2 separate regions of the Sus scrofa genome follow, and region 1 is linked to region 2. A link is a contact called in public Hi-C data. All regions are on one chromosome and are shown on one strand. Each heading gives the region's core, a stretch centred on a gene start, on an enhancer-like site or on the middle of the called end of the contact. The rest is flanking DNA. Distances are from core to core; before and after follow the strand shown. Region 1 overlaps TENM4 (teneurin-4). Region 2 overlaps TENM4 (teneurin-4).

What was found. A called contact is a pair of places that touch in the nucleus more often than the background predicts.
Region 1: a contact with region 2 is called in a Hi-C map of skeletal muscle, with 8 times the contacts expected there. The contact joins two enhancer-like sites. A contact is called at or near these places in 1 of 47 Hi-C or Micro-C datasets (skeletal muscle) and 1 of 2 datasets of contacts at active chromatin or transcription factors (skeletal muscle).

The regions. Positions count from the first base shown.
Region 1 is chr9:13,818,460-13,821,334 of Sscrofa11.1, forward strand. It overlaps TENM4 (teneurin-4), which reads right to left. Exons shown (of 37, transcript XM_005667171.2): 1 at 2,121-2,875. Among named protein-coding and RNA genes, the nearest start is that of TENM4, 7.1 kb to the right of the region's middle. Within about 2 kb of position 1,477, at least 31 of the 83 cell types and tissues checked have an H3K27ac peak or open chromatin away from gene starts, as enhancers often do. A contact at or near this core is called in skeletal muscle, where this site is marked.
Region 2 is chr9:13,532,503-13,535,470 of Sscrofa11.1, forward strand. The region is part of intron 3 of TENM4 (teneurin-4); the gene reads right to left. Among named protein-coding and RNA genes, the nearest start is that of MIR708, 250 kb to the right of the region's middle. Within about 2 kb of position 1,714, at least 6 of the 83 cell types and tissues checked have an H3K27ac peak or open chromatin away from gene starts, as enhancers often do. A contact at or near this core is called in skeletal muscle, where this site is marked.

The sequences.
Region 1 (2,875 bases), core at 227-2,726, 290 kb after region 2:
GCAGTTTATGTAACTGCCCGCGGGGCCGTTAGGCAGATCTCCCGGCGGCCACACAGCTCAGCCCTCTCAGCCCCACGCTCGAATCCCGAGAGTGCCTCGCCGCCGCTTTCCACAAAGCAGCAGGGCGAGCTCCTGAGCTAGTCTAACACTAGGAGGGCAAGCAGGAGCCGGCAAAACCCAGGCTGCCCTCCACGCTACTTTCGCCGCATTGGGGGCTTAAGGATCGCGGCATTTCTAGAAACCTTCTCGCCAGGGCTGCCGGTAGGAGGGGGCAAGGGACCCGGTGGGGGATTGCCACGGTTCTGAGAGAGCTCTGTAACCCCACTGAGTAATAATACCCTCGCCCACATGGACTAGGGTGCACAAATCGCTTTAACATCTCGCCCTGAAAGGGGAGCCAGTTTCCAAAGTTAGAGAACACGCAGTTGAATTTCCAGTACTTTCCAACCTCGCCTAGGCGGGGGCAGGGCAGAGAAGGGCTGGCAGCGGCCAGCAAAGCCCACCCCTACAGCTTGCCAACGAGGACTCACTAGTTGAGCCTCCCCTCGCCCTAGTAACTGACTGTATTCCCTGGTTGTGTGTACACACCCACACCCACACCGGGAGACCACTCTTGCGATATAAAGACTGCATTTTTAAAGAGCGAGGAAAATGACTAAGGAGCTTGGTGATCACATTTCACTTCCCAGAGCACATTTCCCGAAGCCTGGGTGCGAGTAGACGTACACACACACACAGACACACAGACACACACGCACACCCAGGAGCGCTCTGAGTGTCCACCCGGCGGCTGCAGCCTCAACTCGCTCCGAGGGAAACGTGAACACCGAGGCAGGGCGGCAAGCCGGGAGAGAGGAGCCCCGCGCCGGCCGCGTAGGGAGCAGGGCTGAGAATCGCGTCTCTCGGTTCTCGGTTCTAACCGCAGCGCGCATGGGGCCGCTGCAGCCTGCGCTCGCTCCTCCTGGCGGGCTGCAGCCCCGGAGCCCCGCGCCGCCTCGTGGGCTCCTCCAGTGCCCGCCGGAGCCCTGAGGCGGGCGGGTCTGCAGAGGGGCTACGGGCGGGGAAGAGGATGCTGGCGAGGTGGACGAACCCCGGGCGCGCCGCCTCCCTCCCACCGCCGTCCCGAGTCCCCGGCCCGCCTCCACCTCGCTGTTCTCCCCTAGCCCTCCCCTAGCCTTGGCTCCCTGGCTCCCCAGCTCCCGCGATGGGCTCCGGGGACTGCGTGGCGGAGGTTCGGGGCTCCAGACTGGCTCGCCTCGCCGGCAACTCGCGCCCCAGCCGTTCTCCCTTCTTCCCTCGGTGTGGGCCGGGGGAGGACTGAGGGACAGGCGAACGTCTCCCGGAACCCTGGGCGTTCGCGCGAGCTGCCCCGACCCTGCCCCAGCTAACGAGCGCAGAGAGGCGCGAGGGCCGGCGAGGCGCCGCGGCGGTCCCCAAAGGCGCTTTTCCGTAGAGCGGATCGCGCCGCCTTACCGTTGCTGCAGGCTGCCACCGCCAGGGAAGCGGGGAGGAGGGCGGCAGAGAGGCAGGGCGCTGCGCTGGTAGCTCCTCTCGCTCTCGGCGGCGAGGCTCCTCGGCTCCGCGAGCCCGAGCAGGGCGCCCTGGAAGGAGCAGGTCCCTGCTCCGCGCTCAGCTCCAGCGAGACCAACAATAGCTCCCGCAGGGAAAGGAGCCCTAGCGAGGCTCCAGCCGCGCGCGCAAGCCCGGCTCCGGCTCCCGGCCGCTCCCGGCCGGCGTCCCTGCCAGCACTGCTGCCCCACATGAAACAGCTGCAATCCCGAGGCTTCTGGGGGGTTGGGGCGGGTGTGTGCGCGCGCGTGTGTGTGTGAGTGTGTGTGTTTAATAGCTTCCCTCCTCGTCCTCCCCTCCCTGCCTGCTCGGCCGCCTGCCTCCGTCCCCCACCCTCGCTCTCTTACACACAGAGAGGGCGAGCGAGCGAGCGAGACACACACACACACTCACACACACACGCACACGCACACGCAGGTTACATGAATGGGAGGCGGGAGCCAATCCTGCAAGGCTGGGCGAGCCGCGGCGCACAGGCGCTGGCAGCAGGGCCGCACCACGGCGCCGGGGGGCGCCACGCAGGTGATGCGAGTCCTCCCGGGGCCACTCACCGGCCTCTCGGTCAGCCCAGACTCTCTGTTCTCTCCAACGTCTTCCTTTCTCCCCTTTTCTTCTTCCTCTCCGCTTCTTTCTCCATCTTCTCGCCTTCGTATTTCCTTTTCGTTCGCCAATTCTCCAAGTTCTCTCAGTTCAGGATCCTTCTCGGGGCTCTTCTTCCACTGTCCTCGCTTCCTTTCTCGCCCCCTTTCTCAAACTTTCTCCTTCCTCGTCCCGACTTTCCTCGACTTCCTCTCCCCTGGCCTTTTGTTCTCTTTCTTCCCGCTTTGGCTTTCTCCCCCGCGTCTCTGCGGTGTCGTCTGGTCTCCTCTCCCTCCCCCACCGCCTGTCCCCGGGTCTCTGGGTCGCGTGGCCCGCCTCCCAGCCTACTCCCTGATATTATTTCACACCCTCGACACTTTCCCAGAGAAGGTCTCTCTCGCCGCCGCTGCTGCAGCACAGCCAGAGGTAATTAAGAGCTGAGAACTTGAGTTCCTTCCTCAGGCACGCAAGATGCCCAGAGAAAGGCCCTCCTTCCTCGGACAACTTCCCCAAAACCATGGTAACAGCTACTGAGTCGTGATAACAATCATTTAAAAAATAACTGCAGTGAACGTGGTCCAAGAGATTTCTGTCCTTCGCCTGTCTGGATCGTGATCGCCAGCACATTTCCAAGAGAAGGGCATTTTAATACAATGGGAGAGGCAGCTTGGTGCAGTGGCAATTTGCAGGGGCTTAGGGGAGAAACCCCAGGAATTCCCACTCCAGC
Region 2 (2,968 bases), core at 464-2,963:
TCCTTTTAGATATGGGATGTGAGCATCCACAGATTTTGGTATCCACACTGGGGAGAGGGGTCCTGGGACTGCTCTCCACAGGTCCAGAGGGAGCCTGTGCTAGTCCTGCAAAGCACGCCCGAGAGCATCTGTGTGACCCATGTCACAGGTGGGAAGAAAGCACCGTTCTAGTTCCTGCTGTTCATTCCCACGCACCCCACGAGTGCCCCTCCTGGCCTCTCCCTGGGGTGACCTGAGCTACCCTGGTGGTAAACTGAGCAAAAGGAACCTGAGCATGCTCAGTTCCACCCCACTCTTCTTCCTCTTGCCAGCTGGAAACACTTTCTGCTCTTCCGGGGGGGGGGGCAGGGGGGTTGGGTGGCAGCTGGCTCTTCCTCTGCCCTCATCCAGCAGGGCCATGACCAGGTGGGTCAGTCTGCGTAATCCTGGATCCAATTATCAAGTCGATGTGGCTCTCATACCAAGGCGAGTTATTCCTTATCAGTAATACACATGTTGTTTTGGCTTCCACCTGCTACCCTCTACCCTCTGTTTAGTTCTCAATTTGCTCAGAGCTCCGGTGGATCGAGGAAGGCTATTCATTGGGTTCCCCCAAAGACCCTGAACAGGCCTTGAGCAATAGGAGGAACCAGTTTCATAAAGCCTGGTACAGAGCCCCTGGCCACCCAAGGGAATAACAATCTGGGATTCGAGAAATAAACGCTGTAAAAAACGCGGTTGCCGGCGGAGCAAGGATCATGTGGGACTCAGAGTGAAAACTGAAGCACAAATTTAGCAGCAGCATTTAGCCCAGAAGAACATCTTCAGGAATGAATCATGAAGGAAATACTGTCATTTGCGCACAGAGACGGGGGGTTAGAAGGGAAACGGTGGCTAGAGAGTCTCGTTTATGTTTATGAAAACAGATGGCCTTTTTGAAGAACAGAAAGCCCAAACAAAAGCATCATTTATTCCAGGAACGAAGAGATTTTTCTATTGACATCTCATCAAAAATCCATCTCTTATGCTTTTTAACCCCTTGGAGAATTCATAAATAGCGCTTCTTAAAATAAAAGCAAAACAGGTTTCAAAAGGATGTAAGTTACATAAGATTATCTTGGCTCCTTCCCCCTCCTACCTCATTCTCCCTTTGTCTGTTCTTTGCCCAGATGCTACGGAAAAGCTTCAGAATTTCACTGGGAGTAGCTTCTAAGAGGTGGCAAATGGGAAACCTAGTTCATGATGCTCTCGGGGAGAGATTTAACTGACTCACACATTCCTGCGTCTCAGATGTTTCCAGAGCAGGCAAAAGACAGGGTTAGAATTTTGACTGCATGTGCTCACCATCTTTAATTTCTTTTCTCTCAATCCATCCTTCCCGCAGTCTCCAGACCCTGATTTGAAAATAAAACCTCGACATCCATACTTATAGCTCAGGCTATGCCAACCAGAGGTCGCCAGGTGTCTATGCCCTTCCACCTTCCTGCCCTCCACCAGCCTCCCTCGAGCCCTAGGAGGCCACTCTTTAACCTGGATCAGCGGGTGCCCTCTGGCTGCCAGCTGGGTTCAGCTCATGGGAACCCTGGCAGGAGGCTGAGGTTGGGAAGAGAGTGGGGCTGGGGCATTTATTCACCTGGCAAACTGCCTACTGGGCTGTGGGTTGGCAGTGGCTGTTCTGTGTAGGCGGGCACATCTTTTATCCAGCAGCCCTTGGCTGGAGCTACAGTGCAGCTACAGCTTGCTCCAGGTTCTAGCCCGGCTCCCTATCCCTGCCCATCCAGGCTATGGGCAGTCATAGCTCCCAGTGTCTTGCTAACCCCAGGGGGCTTCACCAGCCTTTGGGGTTGCCCCCAGTCTGCCACCCTTTAAGACTAGTCCCTTCCCCCACTCCCCTTGGTTACCCCTTTAAACAAATGCCATTGCTTCTTGCCCGGACCCCAACTCATACACGATAGCCATACGTCAAATCTGTGTTTGTATGTCTTGACTCCAAAGATAGCTCTGTTTCTTGCTTTCCTTTCCTCATTAAACTTGTGAAATAAATGCCCCAGGAGGCTTGAGCTCAGAAAGGATTCATGGACTGTCCAACCTACTGTTATGTAGGGCTTACATTTTAGAGGTCAAAATAGAGCAAAAATTTGTCAAGTGTTGAATTCTGATAATTCAGAAAGTCTAATAGTTCTAAAAAGAACTCCAAAGAATCCTTGGATTTTTATAAACATGTTTCTGAGGGTGATATTAAAAACATGTAATGATATAAGCATCCCCTAGTTGAAACTGGGCAGAATGTAATACTGTATCAGTGCCAGCTGGCTTAGTATTGGCACTATGCTCTCATTGCCACAGTGAGAACAGGAGTGAAAAAAAGTAGGAAACAACCTGAATAACTAACAGCAGGCGAAACGTAAATATACTCTGGCATTCTGTATGATGAAGTACTATGCAGCCTCACAAAATGAGTCTGTGGATGAATATTTAATGACGTGGACAGTTGTATGTTACATGTTGTTAAATGACAAAAGCAGATCACAAAATCCAATATGGAGCATGGTCCTATTTTTAAAAATTAAAAAAAAATTAAAATTCCATGGCAGCTCGGCTGGTTAAGAACTTGACGAGTATCCATGAGGATGCAGGTTCGATCCCTGGTCTCACTCAGTGGGTTAAAGGATCCAGCATTGCTATGAGCTGTGGTGGAGGCTGCACATGTGGCTTGGGTCCCATGTCACTGTGGCTATGGTGTAGGCCAGTAGCTGCAACTCTGACTCAAGCCCTAACCTGGGAACTTCCACATGCTGTAGGTGCAGCCCTAAAAAAAAAAAAAAAAAAAAAAAAGAAAGAAAAAAAGAGAAAAGAAAAAAAGAGAGAAAGAAAATTAAAATGAAAAAAAGGTATGTGTGTTTACACAGCAGAGAGAACAACAATGTTTATTTCAATGTGGTAGGATAATAGATAATTTTTTTTCTCTTCCATTTGCTCATCTGTAGTT